Linked DNA regions of Zea mays: regions 1 and 3 are each linked to region 2. The links are chromatin contacts, called in public Hi-C maps. All regions are on one chromosome and are shown on one strand. Each heading gives the region's core, a stretch centred on a gene start, on an enhancer-like site or on the middle of the called end of the contact. The rest is flanking DNA. Distances are from core to core; before and after follow the strand shown. Region 1 holds the start of LOC100278319. Region 2 holds the start of LOC103631732. Region 3 holds the start of LOC100216560.

Evidence for each region. A called contact is a pair of places that touch in the nucleus more often than the background predicts.
Region 1: a Hi-C map of tassel shows a contact between it and region 2, with 1.7 times the contacts expected there. The contact joins the promoter of LOC100278319 here to the promoter of LOC103631732 in region 2. A contact is called at or near these places in 2 of 25 Hi-C or Micro-C datasets (endosperm and tassel).
Region 3: a Hi-C map of leaf shows a contact between it and region 2, with 5 times the contacts expected there. The contact joins the promoter of LOC100216560 here to the promoter of LOC103631732 in region 2. A contact is called at or near these places in 2 of 25 Hi-C or Micro-C datasets (endosperm and leaf).

The regions. Positions count from the first base shown.
Region 1 is chr1:11,489,476-11,492,413 of Zm-B73-REFERENCE-NAM-5.0, forward strand. It overlaps LOC100278319, which reads right to left and starts at 1,473. Exons shown (of 9, transcript NM_001361331.1): 1 at 1,336-1,473; 2 at 1,044-1,206; 3 at 69-297. The coding sequence starts at 1,370.
Region 2 is chr1:11,252,622-11,255,725 of Zm-B73-REFERENCE-NAM-5.0, forward strand. It overlaps LOC103631732, which reads right to left and starts at 1,588. Exons shown (of 4, transcript XM_020540804.1): 1 at 1,460-1,588. The coding sequence starts at 1,588. LOC100277440 reads left to right here and starts at 1,458. Exons shown (of 5, transcript NM_001367325.1): 1 at 1,458-1,865. The coding sequence starts at 1,601.
Region 3 is chr1:11,388,930-11,392,020 of Zm-B73-REFERENCE-NAM-5.0, forward strand. It overlaps LOC100216560, which reads right to left and starts at 1,366. Exons shown (of 1, transcript NM_001142980.1): 1 at 444-1,366. The coding sequence starts at 1,333. The coding sequence ends at 650. It overlaps LOC100275826, which reads right to left and starts at 122. Exons shown (of 1, transcript NM_001352343.1): 1 at 1-122. The coding sequence starts at 14.

The DNA.
Region 1 (2,938 bases), core at 223-2,722, 240 kb after region 2:
GCCAAAATACAGTTATCTGTCACAAAAAAACTGTTTAAAAGAACAAGGACGTGATAGAGAAATCTCACGTTTCAGAAAGGCATCAAATAAGTTGCCAGTGATGCCTTCAATGGTGTCATCAATTGGAAGTATGTGCACACGCTTCCCGTATTTGACATCTGGGCATTGATGGACAGATACCACATCACTAAGCCGAACCCTCAAGTTCTTCCTGACGACCTTGTTCATCCGGACCTTTGGCTCCTCACACGTCTCGTCTGCGAGCACAATGCAGATAGTGTCCTTTCTCTTCTTACCCTGCAACGAAATGAAGTTATCTAGAGCGTCAGCAGACAAAAAAAGTAGTGACAACATATTATCTCATAACAGTCCCAAGTTCAATGTACAATTGTACAGGAGAAATTAAAGAATACCAATCATAATGTGCAAGTAAATAACAAGCAATTCAATTAACCTCGCAGCATCATAGAAGCCCGCCTCATTATGCAGTACGTGTACAGCAGCATGGCAGCAGAACCAAAATAATTTATGTTACATGTTCAGAACTTCAGATTTCCGAACAATGAAAACTACCAACAATATAACATGTCCAAAAGTACAGTGGCATACCTAGCTTAGCTGCATAAGTGCAGATTTATGCACTATCACACAAATACAGCCCTACAGGGTCGGAAACCCTACCCTGTTAAATTCTCAGAGTAGCTACGAACACATGACTAAAACCAACGACAAACAAACTATTACCAAAGCCATGTGATGTGATTCTCATCAGTCAGCACAAATCTACCCTTCAATCAATGCTAGACAACCACAGCAAGGTCAAAATTTCAAAACATAACTGACCAATATTTATAAATATCTCAACAACCAAGCATTTATAGATTCCTCAAAGCTAACACTAGACTACAAATTAACAGCGGCAAAGGCCAGACCATCATACAACGGATTTGTAATCTGCACAGAAAACAATCACCACAACCGAGACCCCCGTAATCCAATCTATACATAAGAGTTAGCTGGCGAGGTAAAGAGGTCACGCATACCTTGAGCAGGACCGTGTCACCGCGAAAGAGCTGGAGCCTCTCCATGGTGTCCGGGTGCAGAGCGACGACGGAGTTGTCATCATTGGTGGCCTCGTCGACCACCAGCCGGTTCGGCGACTTCTTCCTCTCCAGGATCGCCGTCGAGTAATCCTTCTTCCCCTTCCTGCCCCCAAACACCACCAGTGTAAAAAAAAAATATCACCAATAAAATCCCCCCAAAACCCTCTTCTCGCACCACCGCCAACAGATCTGAGCCTTAGGTGCGCGCGAACGGATCGGAACGGGTACTCACGGATCGGAGGAAGACGGCTCGCCTTGGCTCGCCATGGCGGTCGAGTTCTAGGAGGCGGTTGGTGCTGTTGGCGAGACGGCGACAGATATTTGCGACTTGCGATTGCGAGTGTTCGGGTTTGGGGGCTGAAGTGGGAAGATGAAGACGAGGGTCGAGGGGTCATAGCAGTCTTTCTAAATTTATAGTGTTTCTCAAAATTGTTATCTTGAAAAATTCTCAATCTTTTCCCTCTTCGATAACTTTTCGATATGCATTGTTTTGCATCTTTATCTAAACAAATGAAAATGAAAATAACTATATTTAAATAACCATTTATTTTCTATCGAAATCTTTATCCGTACCGATTGAGGGGCTCCTCTTTTCTCAATGACGTGCGGGGTCAGAGCGTCCGTGGTCCCGCATGACAGTCGGGCCGTGGCCCGTGGCCGACTTGAAGACTGCGGCCCATGGTTACGGGGCGGACGGGCCCACATTGCAGTTCCGGGAGCATGTGTTATTATTGTGTTGTTGTTTGTTGATGGTGGGTTTTGCAACTTGTTGCAGGTACCCTTCGTTGCTAAGGGTGTGTTTGGTTTGACTTTTGGCTTTGGCTTTTGCCTCCTAAAAGCTAAAAGCCAACCAAAGGACTGAATACAAGAAGCAGCTTTTTCTAAAAGCTGACTTTCTTGCAGTGCAAATCTGAAAGCACCCCTGGATCTGCTTTTAGTGGCTTTTCGGATAGAACTGTGAAAACATATATCGAAGAACTTTTAATGACTTTTAGTGTTTTCCACTAAACGGTTTTTAGCTTTTTAACAGCTTACAGCCTACAGCAGCTTTTTCCACAGCTCACAGCCCACAGCAACTTTTTTCACAGCTACAGCCCAACCAAACAGACTCTAAGTTTGGTGTATCTTGGTGATCCTACCTACCACTGAAAGAAACCCAGTGACTGTGCTCAGTTCCGTCAGTGCTAGGGGCCAGTGGAAATCAGCATTTCCACTGGCGGTTATTTTGGAACCGCAAGTGAAAAGGGCATTTTCACTGGCGGTTTTCTTAAGGAACCGTCAGTGAAAATGTTTTCCCGCCTTTTTTCAAAATTTCAAACAATACTGAATTATAGATATATTTATTTACACACACACAAACATATATATATATATATATATATATATTGATATTGAAAGCAACATGGAATTAAATTCTATCATACATTTATATACATCAAAGTATTCTGTTTACAACCATATATGCTTCATGCATTCTATACATCAAAAGTTTTCACCTAAGTTCTAATAACTATCTCGGCTAAGAGATAATCTACTAATTTCTGTTAGTATTCTGAACTCTGGCAAAGCTAATGTCCCGGAAGCATCGTGATATTTTCCTTCTGCGGGAATGACCTCTTTCAATATGAATGTGCAGAGGTCCTCGACTATGCCATGCAATGCAGCTTCGGTCAAGTTCTCCGGGTTTCCTCGTTGAAATTGCTGTAAAGGAATTTTATAAACATCATCTATTTATACTCAATAATAACACATTTGCATCTTTAATGACATAAATACATACTTGACTATTACTAATAATACCTTGTCAGGGTTCATGATGTATCGTCCGTTCACTC
Region 2 (3,104 bases), core at 338-2,837:
AGACAGATCCATACTAGCTACTGTTGTGAAGATCGATAAATTGAAGATCGATAAATTGATAGAGGAATTAGAGGAGTTTGATGAGGAGGTGGAGGAGAAAGGCGTGAGTACCGGCGAGAAGTAGCCACCGAAGGGATCCACGAGACGCTGGTCAGCAGGTGAAGAAGCCACCGCCAGATCGTGTCGTAGTCGCCTTCGTCCCGTACCAGCTTCCGGAGCGCCTCCGTCTACGTCGCCATAGCTACCGGAGCGCCTCCGTCTCGAAGCCCGCTGCAGCTGCCGGAGCGCCTCCGTCTCGAAGCCCGCTGCAGATCCGTCTCGAAGCCCGCTGGAGCTGCCTCGCGCGCCGCCAACGAGAGGCGAGGGTTCTTTCCACACCGAAGGGACGAGGTCTGTATCCCGGTCGGGCTGAGGTGGAAACGGCCGGGGTGGGCTGGGGTTCACGCCCGAGCGGGTTTAAACGAACACTGCTACTAGGTGGGCCGGGATTTCATCCATGGGGGTCCAATCCAAGTGGGTTTCTTTCCAATCCAGACTGTTCCCAGCCTAAGCGAACAAGGCCTCACAGTGAACCGCCACCAAAAGATCGCAAGACAAGAGGGGAGATAAGCCTTGCTTTCCCTAGTGCCTTCGCCTCAAGCCATAGCTGTAAGTACCACGGGGGACGTCTAATCCTTTAGAAAGTATATAAATTAATAGAGGGGCGACTTAAACCAATACCTAAGGGGATGGAAGAATCGTTAAAAAAACTCACACGCGCTTTCAAGAAATCGAGCGCCCCTAGTTTTACGTTTCACGAGGCTGCAACAGGGACGAAATCATTAAGCACATCGGCAATAAATGAGCCTTCTCAGTCTCATCCATTGTATGGTATGACGAAATTTAGAGTGCATAGTTGGAGATATTGAATATATAGAGGATGGAATTTTTTAGAGGATACTATAAATAATGGAGAATATTTGGGTAAAGGATAAAATTTAGGAGGACACTGTTGGAAATAGTGAAGTTGGTCGTTTTAGCTAAAAACGACTGCAACTGTCTGTATTGCAGTTCAACCTATAGCAACGTTAGGTTAAAAAAATTCAGCCGTAGCCACAACTACACCAAAAAAGCTGAGTGTAACATTGTTGAACCTGGGTTTAGTTTCAACAAATGCTCGTATCTATATGTCTCTTAATATCTATCCCACTTTGGATTTTGGGATTCTACTTCTAGAAACTAAATACACAGTCTAAAATAAGGCTGTCCACAAAAGATCGTGTAAAATAATATATTTTTACTGTAAATTACACTATTTATAGAGTGAATTTTAAAATAAGAGATGAGATATGATAACTGTTGAAGACAGCCTAATATCAGATACACGTGGTAGTCCAAGATGTGATGATACGGGCAACCAATTAGACGGTTAGTCACAGAGGATCCTACTAGTGCACGTGTCGCTAGTGGCCCACCTCACTCGCACGCAGGCTGTGCGGCACACGGACAGTGCGCGGTGGCCGTGCACCCAGCCACCCACCAGGGCACCAGGCCATCGTGACGAGCCGCGCGCTAGGCGCACGAGCGCGAACACGAACACGAACACCATAACGCGGCGGCCATGGTGGGCGGCGGCGGCGACCCAAGGCCGGAGGACGAGCCCTTCTCCGACGGAGACGCCACGGAGTCGGACACCGACGAGTCTCCTCCGCAGGGGATTAGTGCTCGCCGCCCCGGCGCCACCACTAACCCGATCCTGACTCGCCTCGCGGTGTCGCGGAACCCGAGCCCGCTGGCCGCGGCCACCGCGGCCCCCGGGGTGTGCCTCCTCCGCTTCGCCTGGGAGTCCGCCGCGGGATCCCTCGTCGGCGCCGTTGTCGGATACGGTAAACCCACGCGCTTGTCGTCTGCACTCTTTGCTTGCCCCGTTTGAATGGAATCTCGCGCTAGGGTTTATAGATCAGGGATCGCGAGGTAGTTTGTGGTCGTGGCGCCATTTCGAGGCCTCATGTACGTACCTAGAAGAATGAGGATTTTGGTGTGGATTTGGTTACGTTTCCCCGACTCTAGGCCCCCGAATGGAGTTGGCAGTGTTGTTTATTATGGACATTGTTCACCCTGCGGGTAGACAGATAGATATTTGTGCTGTGGTGCTCTTTAGTTTACAATTCTGCTTAGGATTGCTTACATTTATCTACAGTTCACCTTTTAGATTTTTCTCTTGTTAGATTAATGCTATGCTGTCAGAGTTTCTAGAGATTTTAGAGGAGATTTGACTCCAGCGGGACACTTTAAAGGTCCGTTTGGTTGGGGAGCAAGGTGGAATGGAGCCGCTCTATTTTAGTGAACGGAGCGGGATGGAGCGGAGCGATTCTAAATCGGGAATATTTTCATCAGATTCGGGACGAGCTCGCTCGAAAAGATTGGTGGAATCTCACCGTTCTACTTCTCCCTCTCTCTTTACAGTGGGCCCAACCAGAAAATGGAACGATTCCAATCCACTCTTAGAATGTGGAATGGAGCCGCTCCACTCTCGAAATCTGGAATGGACGGCTTCGCTCCCGTGGCTCCCAACCAAACGGACCCTAAGTTACACCCATGCCAGCACATGCCTCTTGAACTCTTTTGGCTAACCATGTGAAATTTAACCATTTGGTTTTAGTGAATGTGTAAATTTACTTGGAAATGCAGGGTAAAAAATCATCCTCTGTTTTTATTCACTTGATCTAGTTCCTGAGTCCTGACCATGTAACTGTACAGTGGTTTACTGTTGGTTGTATTCACAAATCAGGTAAGGACTACAAATAAATGTATTAATGTAATATCAACTCTGTAAATGAAGAAATACTGTTCCAGAGTCAGTTTTTCCCTTACTGGAAGATATTACTTAACTGCTGATCTGCTCTCTTGGGCAGAGACTTTGAGCGTTGCATGGGCGTTTGTGCTATCTGAAAGAGTGAAGAATCCCAAAATACAGACAATCTGTATTCAATATGTTTTCAACTTATTGTATGTGCATAATTCATAATTGAACACTTAGTTGGTGGGTTCCTTCTAGCACAGGTTTCATATGCTAGATCTATTTTTGAATGAAAGAATGTCTGTAAGTGTGTTTTAGGTGCTGC
Region 3 (3,091 bases), core at 116-2,615, 140 kb after region 2:
CCGTCCTTCTCCATCGGTGATGGAAGGGTGGACTTGCTGCTTGATCTCTGTACGTAGGTCAGAGACGAGACGAGACGAGACGCTAAGAAACTGGAGCTAAGAGAAGATGTTGCTGCAATGGTGGCGACGAACGGGGTGGCCTCGTGTGAATTTATATCGAGCGTTTTCTTGAGAAGAAAGGCGAGCTCCGGCCGTACAGGGAAAGAAGATGAAGAAAGCCAAAGCTTGGACCAGGGGCCAAGGAAAACAGCAATAACGATAATAAGGGCTAGTTTAAGAAACTTATTTTCTAAAAGATTTCTATTTTTTCAAGAGAGTTTATTTTCCCTTAAAAAAGTAGGAATTTCCCCGGTGAATTCTTTTGAAGCAGCTCAGCTGAGACTCTGATCGACAAGGAAAAGGCATGTTCAGGCTGAAATGACTAAACATAAAGACATACTTGTGCATCAAATCAGAAGACAGTCTAGCATAATGCAGCAAGGTTTATACCACAACAAGTCCCGATTGCCCATCTCGCCCTAATGAGCTGATCAAATGCACTGAATCACTAATCATCTAGTTCTAAACCATGCCAGAGCTAAGCAGCGCAAGCAAATCCACCACCTTTATTATTGGCAGGCACTCTCAATAAGCGAATTTCCAGGCCCTCCTACTCTGCAGCCTTCCCACCGGCGGCCTCCTTCTGGCTGACCTTGTATTTGTCAAGGGCTGCGCCGGCGAGCCGGCAGATGCGCCACTGCGGGAGCACATCGGCGCCCATCCCCTCGTAGAAGTCGATGGCGTTCTTGTTCCAGTCGAGCACGCACCACTCCACCCGGCCCATCCCGAGCTCGGCGGCCCTGCCGGCGACGGCAGACAGCATCATCCGGCCAAGGCCGCGGCGGCGCCAGGGTGCGCGCACGAAGATGTCCTCAACGTACAGCCCGGGCTTGGAGAGGAAGGTGGAGTAGTTGGGGAAGCAGATCACGAACCCGGCCGTGACGCGCCCGCCGCCGCGCGGGGAGGCGAAGGTGGCGGCCTCCGGGTCTGCGAGCGGGGACGCGGAGAGGTCGAGGCGGCGGGAGGCGATGGTGGAAGAGGAGTCCGGGAGGATGGGGGTGGGGGATAGGTCAAGGACGAGGGCTGTGAAGGAGGTGAAGGGAGGCGGCGTCGGCGATGGGAAGAGCGTGGACGTGAGGAGCTCTTCGGTGGCGGCGAAGAGGTCGGTGAGCAGCTCGAACTCGGCCATATGGTGTATGAGGCGGTGGATGTGCGGCACGTCGCGGGCGTCGGCCAGGCGGAGCTCCGCCCACACGTCGCCGGAGAAGGTGGTGGAGTTGGCCGGCGCCGCCATCTGGATAAGGAAGATGGGAACGGAGGATCGTTGATGCCGGATACGTGACGGTGTGACCTGTCCGAGCTGTCCTCATCTTGTCTGACGTGGGGCTTGTGAAAAGACAACTGTGACTCGGTTGGCGAGGCAAATTTTGGAGCCTGTTTTGATTGTGGACCAAAGAAACCTAACTAAAATTAGGCAGTTTGCCAAAGCTAGGCTACATCAAAATTAGATTATGTTTGCTTTGTGATCAAAATGCAATATGGTCAACCAAATTTTAGCTGCGGATTTGTTGGCCCAGATTTTGGCCAAGGATTGGCAAAATTTTAAATTGGTGTGGCCAAAAAAATTTGGGCATGACCAAAATTTGGCCTCCAACCAAACATGGGCCAAATTAACTTTGCAAGGCCAATATTTGGCCTGGCAACCTTGGGTCTACATCCAAAAGCATCCTTGCTTCTAGACGGGCCAGCCCGACCGACGTCTCATGGCGCATTGTAGCGGCCTGATTAGGGATGGCAACGGGGATTTCCCCGTCGGGAAATGGCTCCCCATCCCCGTCCCCGCGGGGAAGAAAATTCCCCGTCCCCGTCGTCGCGAACGCTCACGGGGGAGCTTTTTCTCCCATCCTCGTCCCCGTCGGGGAATTTATCCCCGTGGGGAATCTGTCCCCACTAGAAGTACAATATTTAAAAATAAATTTAAATTAATTGTATCAAACTAATACAAATTTAACAAACAAGATTGAAAACTACAAGAGTCATCTACTTTAGAGTTTAGTTTGCTATTTTATAACATGTCGTACATTGAGTTTTTACTATAATTCTAAAAAATAAATTGACTAACTTGGATAAAAAAGTTTCGTGGGGCGGGTACACGGGGAACGAGGACGGGGGATGGTTCCCCGTCCCCGTGAACCCGACGGGGATTCAATTTCCCCCATTTAGATCCCTGCGGGGACTAAATTAGTCCCATACCCGTCCCCTAATAGGGGAATTCCCCGCGGGGAATCGGGGATCAGGTCTCCATTGCCATCTCTAGGCCTGATCCGAGCACGGCCTGGTCCATCTGAAATCGTGCCCAGGCTGTCTCAATACGTGTACAGTGTTGTGTTTGGGTAGATAATCTGACCCACGATGCAGGCACAGGCCTAGTCCGGTTAAGGAGGTGGTCCGGCAATGACCCGACTGGGAATATACTCGTCGCCACGCGGACGCGACCCCTCGACCCCGAGCCAACCCTAATCCCGTCCCCTCTTTTATCACTCTCGCGTAGCCGCTCTCCGACCTCTCCCTCGTCCGCTCTGCTCGACTACTCTCCCTCTAGCCTCGACTCTCATAGGCATACGCCAGCGAGCCCATGCTGGCCGACGGGTCTGACGCTCCGGTAACCGGTGCTCTAATCCTCTTCCTTCCTTGTCCCCTCCAGTGAGCCACGACCCTCTCTTGTGTTGTCTTTGTAACCCTAACCCTCAATCTGATCGCTCTGGTGTCCATGTCTCCTCTCGTTGCATCGTTTCCTAATTGGTCGTAGCCTCGTCGGTGGATCTAGTGCTACCACGTGCAGGTATGAATCTAGTGTTAGGGTTCTTTGGATTTTGAGATGTTGTTTTTCCTTTCTCCCTATCTACTCTCTTCCTCTCTTTTATTGTTGTCTTATAACTCGTGTAGGGCACTGGCCATCGATCTGGTGTTATGCGTCGTGAGGAGCCGAAGACATCGACGAGGTGAGGGTTGGTGCCTTGTGGCCTGGTTCCTGGTGCCATGTCGTCCATGG